Linked DNA regions of Mus musculus: all the other regions are linked to region 2. The links are chromatin contacts, called in public Micro-C and targeted proximity ligation maps. All regions are on one chromosome and are shown on one strand. The core of a region is the stretch at or near the end of the contact, and the rest is flanking DNA. Distances in the headings are between cores, read along the strand shown. Region 1 overlaps Pip5k1b (phosphatidylinositol-4-phosphate 5-kinase, type 1 beta). Region 2 overlaps Pip5k1b (phosphatidylinositol-4-phosphate 5-kinase, type 1 beta). Region 3 overlaps Pip5k1b (phosphatidylinositol-4-phosphate 5-kinase, type 1 beta).

Region 1 (4,642 bases), core at 1,264-3,763, 210 kb before region 2:
TTCTTTACTGGCTTGCTTCCCCTGGCTTGCTCAGCCTGCTCTCTTATAGAACCAAGAGTACCAGCCCAGAGATGGTCCCACCCACAAGGGGCCTTTCCCCCTTGATCACTAATTGAGAAAATGCCTTACAGTTGGATCTCATGGAGGCATTTCCCCAACTGAAGCTCCTTTCTCGGTGATAACTCCAGCTGTGTCAAGTTGATGTAAAACTAAACAATACAGAAGTAAACCCCCTATTATAGCTGTGGACCCTTCTGCTTCTCTGAAACAAGCATTTCTCTCTTGTCACCACCTGTAGATGGTCCTTTGCCTCTCTGTCCTTGCTGGTCATGCCTAGAACAGTTAGTTACCCAACCTCTACCAACAAAGACACGTGTGACGCAAAGACAGGAAGCCACGTCCGTGCGGCCAAAGAGACCTGTCATATACATACACATCAGATATCTGAATTTTCTCTCTGAAGAAGCAAACGTGATTGGATGGGCTCTTGTTTTTGTTTTGGGTTTTGGTTTTAGGTGGTGTGTTGTTCCTGTGGCTAAAGAAGTAGCTAAGACCTTTAAAACCTTCAACATGTACCTGGTTTGGGGGAGGTTTTGCTCTGGCTGATATATTAGATGTTGGGGGTTGGTTAAGTGTTAAATGCCTCCGTGCAGTGTGACATAATGGGCCGGAGAGTTAAGTGGCTATAGTGGGTGCAGCTAAGGTCAGAGGTGACCCACTGCCTCTCTGCAGTCACAGATGTGCACAGCATATAATGATATATGCTTATCAGGAAGATCTCTGGAAACAGGTTGCGGGGTACCGTGCAGGAAAAGAGAAAGCTTGGAACTGGGGTTCCCGGTCAGCAGCTCTGATGAGATCATCGGGGCTCCCTCTGCAACCAAGCTGTTCACATGCCATAAACTGTGATATGACTCAGGGCAAATATTTATTTAGTGAGAAGTGTAGGTGTGACAACAAGGCCTCCTTCTTTAAGGAGCATTTCCTCATGACGCTCATTAGGTGGGAGCAGCTCAGACTGTAAATGTCACATGAGCTCAGCTTAAACTGTCCTGTGACTACTTATCCCTGAGCTGTAAGATTTCAGGCTCGGATAGGACTTGATGGGCCTGGGGATGTTTTGCTTATAAAGTGGGAGGGGTTAGTGGAAGTCGGAGATCAGAGTAAATATTGGTTTCAAAATCTCTAGTATTTCTGTTATATTTTTTAATTTGATTTTTTTTTTGAGACAGGGATTCTCTGTGTAGCCCTAGTTGGAATCTACAGAGAAATTTCTTCATAGCTCAAGCTTGTCTCAAACTCAGAGATCCACTTCCCTCTGACTCCTCAGTGCTGGGCTGAAAGGCACACACCCTGCTACTGTGTAGCATTTCTGAATGGCACTTAAGGAGTTAAGTTCTATCACTCCATAGCACAGATAAAATGATTGCTCATGTTTTACAGTTTGTTTTACAGTCTTTTCATAAGCAGGTATGTGTATGGATAAATAAAAACATAAATTTAAATTTATGAATCATATATGAATCAATATGAAATTTCTTAATGTTGTGGTTTTTAAAAGCTATAGTGTCCTACAACTGTGTGGGCTTCAGAGATTACATTGAGGTCATCAGGCTTGGTGGCAAGCATCTTTACCCACCGAGCCATCTCATCAGCTTCTGCTTACGTGATGTCTCGCCTTGTTTCATTTTTGTTGTTTGTTTGTTTGTTTGTTTGTTTTCTTTTAAAGTCTCACTCTATAGTCCAAATAGGCCAGGAACTCTATGTAGCCCAGGCTGGTCTTGAACTCACACTTCGCCTGCTTCAGCCTCTCTTTTGGTTTATTTTTGCAACGCTAGGGAAGCACTGTGCATACACTGTTGAACCACCTGACGGAGCCTTGCGCACGCTTGGCAAGCACTGCGCATGCGCTGTGGAACCTCTCTGCCAGCCACAGAAAATGACTTGTTTTACTTAGCAGCGCATATTCTCTGTCATCTGAACACTGCTTTAGGAGTTTCATGCAGAACCAGGTCCCCCGTCATTGCTTCGGTTCCTTCCAGGCCTTCCATTTGGGAGACATGACACCCTTGGCTCCTGAGCACAGCGCTGAGTACAAACAGTTACATATTCCATTCTAGAGAGTGTGATCCGTAGGGAGGATCCCTGAGCACTCTGTGCCTTCCCGAGCCAACTCTCTGATATCACGGTGGAGGGTAATTTAGTGAGACAGTTCACTAACTAGATAATTCCAGAATTCTATGATTTGAAACATTGGGGGGTGGGGGAGCAGGGACAATGCGTTCTGTGTCCCAAACAACTGAGTTTTTGTCTCCCGACTCCATTGAGATGTCTGGGCCTAGCTGTACCTATAGTCACTGAGTACGCAGATAGGTGCGTATAAGGTATGCGTACAGATAGCAGTGATCAAAGACGGGCTGTTTGGACTTTACCATGTTTTACTTACCCTCTGCCTTGAGAGCCTTCGTGAAGGCACTTGTCTTCTGCTCACAGTAGTTCTTTGAAGCATCCGTCATTATCTCCTCTCTGCAGATGAGGGACTTGAGGCCGGCAGAGGCGAGATAAAGCCCACCCAGCTCCCAGCTCCCAGCTCCCAGTTCCCAAGCCTTTCTTCTCTGGTGCCCGGTGCCTCCCAGCCCCATTCTAGCGAGCTTTCCTCTTAGCTGCTTTCTCTTGCCAAGTCCTTCCCTGCGGGCGAAAGGCCATCTTTTAAAAAGATCATTGTAAAGTAGAATTGTTTCCTTCTAGATATCCAGAATATGGGTTCCCTCTGAGCCAATCAAATGCCACCATGCACCAGTGTTTCGGGTCTCAGCCGTGGTGAGGGGCCAGTAGGCGTGGTCCCAGTGGCTGATGCAAAGACAAGGAAAACCTCCTAAAATCACACCGTACAGTTGCAAGGCTTAAATATACTGCGAGTATATTTAAGAGCTTGGGGTGTGAAGAGAGGACACATTTGTCCTTTTAATATATTATATTACAGTAGTCACCTAAATGTCACTTGAGACCTGAGCTGGAATGCACATTTGCTCCTCATCCGAGAGATCCTTCAGGACCCTGTCTTGCCTCAGTTTCTCTGCTAGGCCTAGAGATTCCACAGTTGGAAACAGGCCCCGAGCTTGCAGATGCTTTGTCTTATTTGAGTAGCTCAAGTGCCAAAAGGCCTTTTTATATTACCTCAATGTCAGATTAGTTCCCTTAGAAGTAGTATGGCCATGTGAGGAAAAATGCTTCATGTAGGACCAGGCAAGCCATATCCCAATGTGGGCTGACTTGTTAAAGGGTGAAAATCATCACTCTTTGTGCCATTGCTTCGCCAAAGTGCCAATCTATTGAAGGTTGAGTCTGTGTCATTCTTTGTAACCCTGTGGACTGGAAGATTTGCTTTACAGGAACTAATAGAAATTGGGGATAAATGTTGGACGTATCCATCTGGCCTGCAATGCATACTTCCTGGTTTCCTGCTGAGTATAGACACAGACTTTGGGCTTCTCAGGAAGTCCCAGAATGCAGTGTCAGGAATCTGTCATGTTCCGGTGGTAACTGAGGAGAGGAAGGCTCACAAGCGTGGAAGATGAAGACAGCCAAAGCCTTATCCTGGATGTTCAGGCCTAAGCTCGGGGTGTAGGCTCTTTCCGCAACAATCCCTTGAACTACATTTCTCTCCCTGGAGTAGGAGGAGGGTGTAGGAGTGAGAACCAGTGACGTGGACGAGAAGTCAGTAACTTTAGCTGTTTTAGCTGTTCCCAGATCTGCCTGGTGTGACTGACTGAGGATGGGCCACATTGCAAGATGAACCCAGACACGATAGTGATCTTAGTGTTTAGGTTGGGAAGTGTTTTCTTTCCCTGGGAGATATGGAAGTCTGCTGAGGAGGTTCGAAGGATTGAGGAGTAAGGCAAGAGCCATTTGGAATTCAAGACCACCACCTTCCATGAGAACCTAGACACTGAGGGCCCATGAATTCCCCAAGTGTGTGGGCTGGAAGCAGGCAGGAAGAGATCTGGAGGAGAGACCCGACAATGATAAGGGTCTGCCACAAGAACATAGGCTGCTTCCTGGGCTGAATTGAGTTCCCTTATTCTGCATGGTGAAGGCAGGTTCTGGCTGGGAACCTGGACTACTGTCCCCTCAGGACAATATGGCCGAGGCATGGTAATGGAACCTATACTAGAACTTATTAGAGACTAAGGTGGAATGTGGCAATGAGGTTGAAGGGAGAAAGTAACAACACCACAGAAACTGGGGGCAAGAGCTCTCTAGACACAGCAGCTAGAGTGTCCCTGAAGAGCCTTGTAGAGCCCAAAGGTTCTAGAATCCTCTCTAGATGCCCTCAACTCAAAGATGTACCTGTGACGGATCCTGCTCTTCCCAGGCATGAGTGACAGGTCACGGGTCTTCTTTTAGTGAGTCTTATTCCTCCTAAGGCCACTGGGACAGCCCACATTCCTCAAGGCCACAGCCTGGATGGACTCCCTCAGGAGGAGGCAGGCAGCTTATCTCGCTGCTCTGGTTCTTGTGCTGGGTCCTATCTGAATATTAACCCTCCAGGACAGCTCTTCAGGCATGGCACTTTGTCACTTGCCTATTGACTGTGAAGTAATGGACCACCAATGCCTCAGGCTAGCTTGCGGCTGATATA
Region 2 (4,383 bases), core at 1,330-3,829:
TCTTCCCAAGCCATGTCACCCCCATAGTTTGTTCCAAAGTTGGCAAGAATTGATAGGTTAATGCTAGCTCAGCAAATATAACCAGAGGAGAAGTCCCCTGAGTGACCCTGCACAGCCACATGGCATCAGTGGGGTCTCTAATCATTACCTGCTTAAGCCAGTACGGGCTGCCCCAGATGGGTGTTGATTGGAAGCAGAGGCATTCCCACTGCCACTCCGGATAGAGCTGGATTCCCAGCAACCCAGGATCCTGCTAGTGGTCCCTACAAGCTTGTCTAGGCTTTGAAGATACCCTCTTCCCCTCTTGCAAAGCCCGATGAGTTGTCGATCAGAGGAGCCGGCTCCTGGTGTCTCCTTGGGCTTCAGTCTTCTTATCTATTAAATGGATTAGTGAATGCTCTTGATGGCCCTGTGCAGCTCAAACAGGCTCATTCATCCTGAATCAGAGGGAGTCAGTCGCACACGGTTGGCTCTCCAAAGAAGGGACAGTCATTCCCCAAACTCTGCAGTTTCTCTAACCGCCCCCCCCCCACACACACACACACAGCATTACGGTTCACTTAAACTTTAAGGCAATACGTCTAGAACATTAGACACCATTAATTTGTAGTTCTGGGGTGTGCTTTCTTGCTGGAGATATTTTATTATTTTTTAATGTTGTCCTACAACTGGGAAGACTCAGCTTCTTGCCTACCCATCAGTGACTTCATTTGCCTCTACATTATGGAAGAATGATAAAGAAAATCCAGTCTGGCCTGCGCAACTTCTCTCTCCTTTCTTTTTGACCTAATTCGAAAGCTCTGGATCCCAACCATTTCTATCCCAGCCATCTTTAATTGAACGGCCCTGAAGGCTTCTGGGATGACATTCTCTTTGGTGACGTCACCCAGTGTAGTGTGAGGTCTCTTGTGAGGCTTTTCCCTTGAAGATTCGATGTTTCCTTCTTAGTAGTGATATCCTAACCCACTTTGTGGTCAACTGATCCAAACTAAGTATTTAATTTATATCCCTGTGAAATATGCAGACTTACACCACATTGATTTGTGTGTATTGGGTAACCTGAGATTTCCTTTTAGGGATCCACCCAAAGTTGTGCCTTTGGGCTTACAGAGGCCTTGTGACTTTTCTCTGTAACTTGAACTGGAATTTAAAAGGATGGTTGACCTCTGAGGAGAGATAACAGTTTCATCATTCAGTATTCAGGCATTTAATTCAGGTCCTACCAATGTTTCGCCCAACACTGCTTTCCAGAGGTCCTTCACCTTCACACTGTACACCCCTCGGCTTCCTGGCTCATTTGCAAATATTCAAATCCAAGGGAGATGGTTTTTTAAGATGGCTTTATCCAGTGTGACCAAAGATGTTTCCTGTTGAATGCTGAGCTGATGAGCCACAGATTGGGGTATTGAAAAGCAAACAACAGAACTGAGTGGGCCGCACTGATGGGAAATGCGAGCTTCTGCCGTTCTCCTAGCGGGATGGTCGCGTGGATATCAGCCCCCGATGCTGCCTGTCACCCTGGGATGCTAAGGCAGCCTGCCTGGGGAGGGGAACCAACAAAAAGCCATTCCCACTGGGAAATGGAGTGGGAGAGAGTGCCCTTTCGTGGCTCCCAGGGAACGGGTTGTCAGTGAGAGGTGAAGGAATTGCATTCTTATTAACAGAGAAATCTAAAGGATGGCTGCCACCCAACAGCGACTTCTCTCCTTCTGTTACTCAATCCCATTGCCTTTACACTGGCCACATTAGCATCCTCTCAATAACACGCCCTTTATCTGTGAAAGTGCTTCTGCAAAATGGCTGTTTGAAGTGCAAAAATAACTGCATGTAAGGAAAAGAAACAGTTAAACCCCACCCCACCCCCAATTCTCTGCCATACTAGTATTGGAGATTAGTGTGCTGACCTACTGTCAGCCCTTGGACAGCTTGATTATTCGGTGTGTTTGGGGTTGTTAATGCTACCCTTTGATCATGGGAAGAAGGGTGGCAAAGAAGTGAGCGTGGTTGAATAAACAGCTGCCACGCCATGGTGTGGGAGGAAAGCCTGAGAAAATACCAAGACAAACGCTCAACAAATTAGGTCACAGGGGTCTTAGAAAACTCAAAGCAGGGGCTTTGGCAAAAAGAAGCTGAGTTTCTGAACTTGAATCCTTAGGCTTGGAGGTGAATGATGCCTCCCCGGCCACACCGCATCAGTAAGGGTCTCTAATCTTTACCTGCTTAAGCCAGTACCGGCTGCCCCAGGGGGTGTTGATTGGAAACTCTGGCATTCCCACTGCCTCTCCCGAGGGAGCTGGATTCCCAGGTCTAGGTTACTCCAGGTCTAGGGGATCTAGTGCCCTCTTCTGGCCTCTCCAGGCACCAAACATGCACAGATACACATGCAGACAAATACGTATGCATATAAAATAATAAAATAAAATTTAAAAATATAAACAAAGCTGACCAAGTCTGACAGTACATGAGAAGGGGTCCAGGGGAGGAGCCTGAAGGCCTGGCTTTCCTTTGTTTGTTGGCCTGTATTACTCTCCTGCTGTAAGAAATTATCACAAACTGTGTGGCTTAAGCAACAGAAATGTGTCACCTCCTAGAGGCCCTGGGTCTGAACACAACATACCCACAGTGCCTTGCTCCCAGAGCGGATGTGAGGACAGATCGCTACCTGTGCTTGCAACCTCTCTGGGCTTCATATGTTTACTGGTAGTCGGAATCACTTTTCCTCTGATTCTGAAAGCAAGCCCCTATGATTGACAGCCACAAACTCACTGATCGGTGTCCCTCCTTTCCACAAACCCTCTGCTGCCACCTACTGGTGAAAAGGCAGCTCTGCCCATGGGTCTGGGGGAGTGACTGAAGGCTCTATTGAAACCTAATGAAGAGTGAGTATGGGGCTCAATAACCTGTTTCCTCTTGGTGCACTTGACCACATTCTTCCAGCATAATGCATCTCAGCTCATCAGGTAGCAGAGTCTTTGGGCATCAAAGGCATCTCATACCACAGGCCTAGCATCTGCCGTCTCAGGTTGGCCTGGAGGCTGCAGTTAGAATCGTGCAAAACAGAGAGGAGAGAGGCTCATCTCTCAGACTCCAGCATGCGCTTCTCACCCACTTTAGTCTCTGGGAAAGCCTCCTCTTGACCCTTTAATCCAGCATAGAAAATGCCACTTCTGCAGTTGAGACAGCAAGGGTAACACTTGATCTTAGCCAAAAGGCCGAGAAGCGTCAGCAAGTGTAACATAGTAGCAACAAACACCCAGTGCTCCAGGCCTCCCTTATGCTGTCTGTGACCTATCCTGCTTAGGGGAGTAGGATTAAATATAATAAAATGAAAATATGGATAATTTAAAGACAAGAGTATTCTTTAAATCCGTGGGGCTCCTGGCCACTGTTTCTTTTTGCTAGAGCTGTCACAGCCAAGCACTAGGATAAGTCACTTTAGAGTGTAGGAAGGTCTTCTTTCGTGTCTCTATAGACTGGGAGTTAGTTCACAGTCAGGTGTCAGTGGGGTCCCTAGCTCCATTTCCAGAGAATCTGTGTAGGCCTCTCTACTTGGCTTACAGATAACTGTCTACTCCCTGGGTCTACACAATGTCTACTCTGTGTGTGTCTGTGTGGTCCAAACTCCCTGTGTCTAGAACAGTAGTTCTCAACCTTCCTAATACCATGACCCTTTAATACAATTCATATTGTGGTGATGTCCCAACAAATAAAATTATTTTCATTGCTACTTCATAACTGTAATTTTGCTACTGTTATGAATTATAATGTAAACATCTGTGGGTTTTTTTTTGATGGTCTTAGGCAACACCTGTGAAAGGGTCATTTGTGCCCCACCCCCACCCAAAGGGTCACAACCCGCTGATTAAGAACCATTGCTCGGGCTGGTGAGATGGCTCAGTGGGTTAGAGCACCCGACTGCTCTTCCGAAGGTCCAGAGTTCAAATCCCAGCAACCACATGGTGGCTCACAACCATCCGTAACAAGATCTGACCCCCTCTTCTGGAGTGTCTGAAGACAGCTACAATGTACTTACATATAATAAATAAATAAATAAATTAAAAAAAAAAAAGAACCATTGCTCTAGTAGGACACTCGTCCTGATGAAATAGGACCTAATCTACCATCTCATTTAAACAGATCTCCTCTGTAAAGACCCTGTCTCCAAACAAGGCCATACTCTGGGTGAATGACAGTTAGGGGCCTCCACCTTAGAGGGACATGGGTTAGCCCATGACAACCATCGTGTACTCCAGTAGAAAGCAGCACTACCTCTCCGTACTTCCACAGACAGGGCCTGGTGAGCCTTCGGCTTCACAATGTCCTTAGCTCTAGTGTGGCTGGGGATAGCCCTTCATGCTGATGACAAAGCAGCCAGGAACCAAA
Region 3 (4,882 bases), core at 2,222-4,721, 150 kb before region 2:
CTTTCAGACTTCCCACCAGGCAGAGGCTCTGACAACTGGTTCATTAGAAATTCTTTGGGGTCATGGACCAACTAACTATCTTTTATCGTAATCTTCTGGCCTGTGGGAGGCTATGCTGCTTTGCCTTTCTCAATAGAAGACAAACCCATCCTATAAGTACTTTGTAGACTGCATCAGGAGCAGAGCCAGGCAGAAGACCTGGTTATTTAACTCTAAGACCAAACATTTGTCTTCTGCTTATAACTGACTTTATATGCCTGTGGTTTGTCCTTGAGCAATTTCTGGGGCATGGACACTTAAGGGGGCATCAAAAGCAAAGTGTAGAAGGCAAAGAAATGAGAAGATACACCATACTATAAAGATTTGATACTTTGAAATCAGTCATTGGTCAAATGTCATATAAGAAGTGAATGCGAGAACATAGAAGAATTATATGGGAGGAGTCACCATTTGAGGTTTGTTGTGATTATCCCCCAGGGGGGACTGGGAAGATATTTTTTAAAGATATTTTAATGTTAATATATGCCTTTCCTACATGCCATGGCTTTATATGTATTTACTCTCCTGACTTTTCTTCCTCCATCTGGCATGCCAGCCAAGTGCGCACAAACACATTAGGTCTTTGTGTATTTAGGATTTAAAAGCGAGGTTGGGGAATATCCGGCTGTGGTGGTGTTTCCATGAGAGACCGAGCGCGATGCTGGTCAGAGGACAGCACATGACTCGTAGCTGTTTGTGCCAGCAAGTTTCTTCTGTCGGTTGCTTGTGGTGAAACGGCTTTGAAAGGGCTTATGAATTCTTTCGGCATAACCTTTGTTGGGAAAATGAATTACAAGTGGTTCGTTTTATGCCGAGCCTTTTGTTATCACCATTTAAAGCCATCCTGTTTGTTCACTTTGTGAGAGCTATTCTGCGGGCTGATGAATGTGTTTTATGAGAGAATAGAAGAGCCTGCAATTTGTTTTGATTGATCTTCATTTGGATTCAAAGAGAGCAGGTGCTGCCGTTTGGAATTGGTTTTGGCAGTGGCTCGGTTATATAAATATTAGAAATACAGACCAAAGCTTCTTTTAAATTATCTTTCTCCATAATGTAGGAGAGCTTTACGTTGAGTATTAAACCCTGTGGTTCTATTTTTACAACTTCTCATATAAACATGTTACATACCATATGTTTGAACATATGTATGTATATGTGGGCTCCATTGTGCAGATGTATAGCATGCAGATTTTCCATACTTCTTTAAAAGTGTATGCAGATATTATTCTCTCTCTTTTTTATTATTCACTTAAAAAATCTAAGAATGTGATTTCTGAATATAACAAGACGCTTTATTTTTTTTCTTCTAGTCTGAAAAGTGTAGACAGTTCTAGCTTTAGAAATTATGTCAAGGGTTGTTTTCAGTTGAGTGTGGTTTTTGTTGCTAATCTTTAAGCCTTCGAGAGTGACCCATTGGAGTTTTAAATCTTTTTTTCCCTGCTTTTCTGCATCTTTGTTATTGTTGTTTGTTCCCAAAAGCCCCATTGAGGGCTGCTGTGCCTCTCCTCAAACACATGGGGCAGATTATGGAAGTACTCCCTTTCCAGCTAGACTATGTACTTGCCCACATAGCTGCTCTCATCTTGTCCTCTGCAAACCGCCTTTGTTCAATGTCTGTGCTCCTCAGATAAGCAAATGGAACGTTCTGTGACACCCCCCCCCCTAGACTGGACTGACCCAGTTCCTCCTGCAAAAATCCAGAGCAGAGCTCATGGCTCACTGTGTCTGAGCTGTCTGCATTCCTCTCTCCCTCCCTCCCTCTCTCCTTCCATCCCACTGTGGTGATTTCCTAGTGAATTAGGCCCTGTCTTTGTCCTTATGGCCCCAGAGCCAGGCTCACTACCTGACATGTGATACTCATTAAACGTTTATTGAAAGAATGGGATTATTTGTTGTTTTCATAATGAACACGAAAAGAGAATGATTAAAATAAAAAATGATTAGCAGTGACATCCACACATACTCTGTCTGCTTTCTGTTTTGAGGAATTTCGGAAATGTGGATGTACATACAGCCTGAATGGCGTGAGAACATTTAAATATTGCTATCTTATGGAAGCTCAGTTTCCAGAGGGCAGGAACACTGGGAGGATTAAATCCCTGATATCCCCTTCTCACTCCAATCAGGATCGAAGTGAGGCTATTATCAGAGGAGCCTGGCAATGCCACCAAACCAGAACTCCCTACCGGGTCAGCACAACTCATGGTAGGAGAGAAGGGGATGAGAACCAGAGGTCACAGAGGGTCAGCCGCAGAGATGGACAAAACCCTGACTATAAAGCCTAGCTCACCCTTAGTCTTAGTCTCACTTCCTTGGTGTCTAATGAGCTGTTTGTACTTGTCCTTAGAATCCTTCACCTCTTGTATATTTTTGCTGACCTACTTAGATAATTAGCCTCTTTCCCCATCATTTGACCTTGCCTCAAACCCAACTATGGCAGATTAAAAAGAGCGAAAGATGTGGACCTAGCTAGGAATTGGGGGTTGTAGGCTTCCTCATGTAGTACTCCAGCATGGCCCCTAGGTACAATGCAACATCTAAAACCTTCAGTAGCTTTAAACCAGCTCCCCTTCCACCTTGGAAATTAAGAACGCCCTCTAGGTTCAGACTCAGTAATGCAGAACACGGTTTACATGAAATAATTATGTAAACTAACTGTAGGCTAACCTTTCAGATGCATTTATGGATTTAGAAATGCAGTGTAACTTTTATTAGTCTTTGGGTTGTTTCCTTTGGGGAGTAGAAGGCAGGGTGTTACCATGCTATAAAGAACATAAGATTTGAAGTCAAATGACTCGGAGGAGCCAGGTCTCAGCTCTGCCCACTCTAACCTGGGCTTCAGGCAAACTGCCCAAGGTCATGGCCCCTCTTCCTGTTACACCTGGGCTGCAAGGGCAACAGTGGAGCTCAGCAAATTGGTTGTGAGCCACTGAAGTTCTTTTTTTTTTTTTTTTTTTTTTTTTTTTTTTTTTTTTGGTTTTTCGAGACAGGGTTTCTCTGTGTAGCCCTGGCTATCCTGGAACTCACTTTGTAGCCCAGGCTAGCCTCAAACTCAGAAATCCACCTGCCTCTGCCTCCCAAGTGCTGGGATTAAAGGTGTGCGCCACCACTGCCCTGCACCACTGAAGTTCTTACCATAAAAATGGTAAGAATGCATTGCCAGCCTCTCACGCTCCACCTTTCCACTGAGAGCCACAGTTCTTATGGCTCACCACCTCGTGTCTACCTTCCGGCTTTCATTTTCCTTTCAGTTTTGTTCTTTGTCCTGGCTCGCCCAGCCCCAGTCGTTCCTCACTCTGGATCATCTCTGAAGTGGACCTAGCTGGGAATTCACAGGGGATTCACCTGCCTAGCTCAGGGACTCCGTGGTTTAGCAGGCTGGCCCTTGGGAGCCCCAACTGTAGTCTAACTTCTGCATTCTGGGCTCGCTCTTAGCCAAAAGGCTGAGAAGCTATTACAGGCCACGTTGTTCAGCCTTCACCACGTTGCTCAGGCTCCAACAGACATCTCTGCTTTTGGAGTCTTTAATACTATCTCATGTTGAAAAGATCAGCAGTGGCTTCCTGCTGATACCCATCTTTAACTACTACCTCTTGCTTAGTATTTTGTTTGTTTGTTTGGTTGGTTTGGTTTTTCAAGACAGGGTTTCTCTGTATAGCCCTGGCTGTCCTAGAACTCACTCTGTAGACCAGGCTGGCCTGGAACTCAGAAATCCGCCTGCCTCCGCCTCCCACGTGCTGGGATTAAAGGCATGTGCCAATTTGGCCTAGAACTCACTATAGATACCAAGATGGCATTGATGTTAGAGATTCTGCTGTGTCTGCATCCTGAGTGCTAAGATGTGTGCTAACAGCCCTTCTCTAGCTTTTTCCCCGCCCAGCACTTCAGTAACCCATTCCATGCATTACATTCCTTCTCTGGACTCCATGTAGTTATGTTTTCCCTAGTGGCCTCTGGCAACACTCTTGAAGTGGTCGGTTACCTATATTTCGTTTACTGGTTAGCGTGGTTTAACATGGCCTCCGAGCCCGTGAGGCATGCTGAAAATGATGCTTCCTCATTCTTGTTGTGCGTGGGTAGTAATTAGTCACTTGCTTAGGTGAGTGGCCCAAGGATTTGAGTTTTCGAAAATTCTCACAGCACACCCACACTGAAGTAGGGGGTCCTTGAGGTAGGAATGGGGAGCATTCCCATTCCCTAAATGCCTCCCTCCTACAAGTCAGCCTTCCAACAAGAATACCTGCCCTAAGAAAATTAAAAATGGCTGCATCCCATCCGCTTTATGAAACAAGTATCAAAATAGCACACTGAGGGCTAAAGAGAGGACTCAACAGCTGAACGCCTGTATGGCCCTTGGAGAGGCCCTGATTTCAGTTCCCAGCCTCGCATCCAGTGGTTCACAACCACCCGTAACCCCACCGCCAGGATGTCTGATGCCCTCTATAGGCAACTTCAATTCATGTGCATAAACCTCCACATAGATACATGCATGTATATGATTAAAAATAATTTGTTACTGTTTGAAAGCTAAATTGAGGAATGTTGAGAAACTGTAATATGAACTGAGATAATGTGCATAACACCATTCATATGTCATAGCATGATGGCCGACACTGGTAGACCTAGCACTTGGAAGTCTGAGGCAGGAGGGTCACTTTGAGCTTAGGAGTTTGTGGATAGACTAGTATCATATTCTCTTTGAAAATATTTTTTTTAATTTAAAAAGATAGTATCCATTGTTTACTATTTCTGTGCATGAGAAGATAAGTGTGTGAGGGTGTGCAAAAGTGTGTGGGTGCAGGTGTGTGTTAGCGTGTGTGTATGTGAAGCCAGAGGTCAGCCT

Evidence for each region. A called contact is a pair of places that touch in the nucleus more often than the background predicts.
Region 1: a contact with region 2 is called in a Micro-C map of the G1E-ER4 cell line. A contact is called at or near these places in 13 of 484 Hi-C or Micro-C datasets (B cells, the G1E-ER4 cell line, Sertoli cells and 6 more), 15 of 130 datasets of targeted methods (the NIH/3T3 cell line, bone marrow-derived macrophages, cardiomyocytes and 12 more) and 4 of 9 other capture datasets (adipose tissue, embryonic stem cells, liver and 1 more).
Region 3: a targeted proximity ligation map of pro-B cells shows a contact between it and region 2, with 6 times the contacts expected there. A contact is called at or near these places in 28 of 484 Hi-C or Micro-C datasets (the AML12 cell line, the Ba/F3 cell line, the C2C12 cell line and 20 more), 13 of 130 datasets of targeted methods (SST interneurons, bone marrow-derived macrophages, craniofacial prominence and 10 more) and 4 of 9 other capture datasets (adipose tissue, embryonic stem cells, liver and 1 more).

The regions. Positions count from the first base shown.
Region 1 is chr19:24,511,167-24,515,808 of GRCm38.p6, reverse strand. The region is part of intron 1 of Pip5k1b (phosphatidylinositol-4-phosphate 5-kinase, type 1 beta); the gene reads left to right. Among named protein-coding and RNA genes, the nearest start is that of Gm52399, 31 kb to the right of the region's middle.
Region 2 is chr19:24,299,512-24,303,894 of GRCm38.p6, reverse strand. The region is part of intron 14 of Pip5k1b (phosphatidylinositol-4-phosphate 5-kinase, type 1 beta); the gene reads left to right. Among named protein-coding and RNA genes, the nearest start is that of Fxn, 21 kb to the right of the region's middle.
Region 3 is chr19:24,449,495-24,454,376 of GRCm38.p6, reverse strand. All of the region lies in intron 1 of Pip5k1b (phosphatidylinositol-4-phosphate 5-kinase, type 1 beta), which reads left to right. Among named protein-coding and RNA genes, the nearest start is that of Fam122a, 26 kb to the left of the region's middle.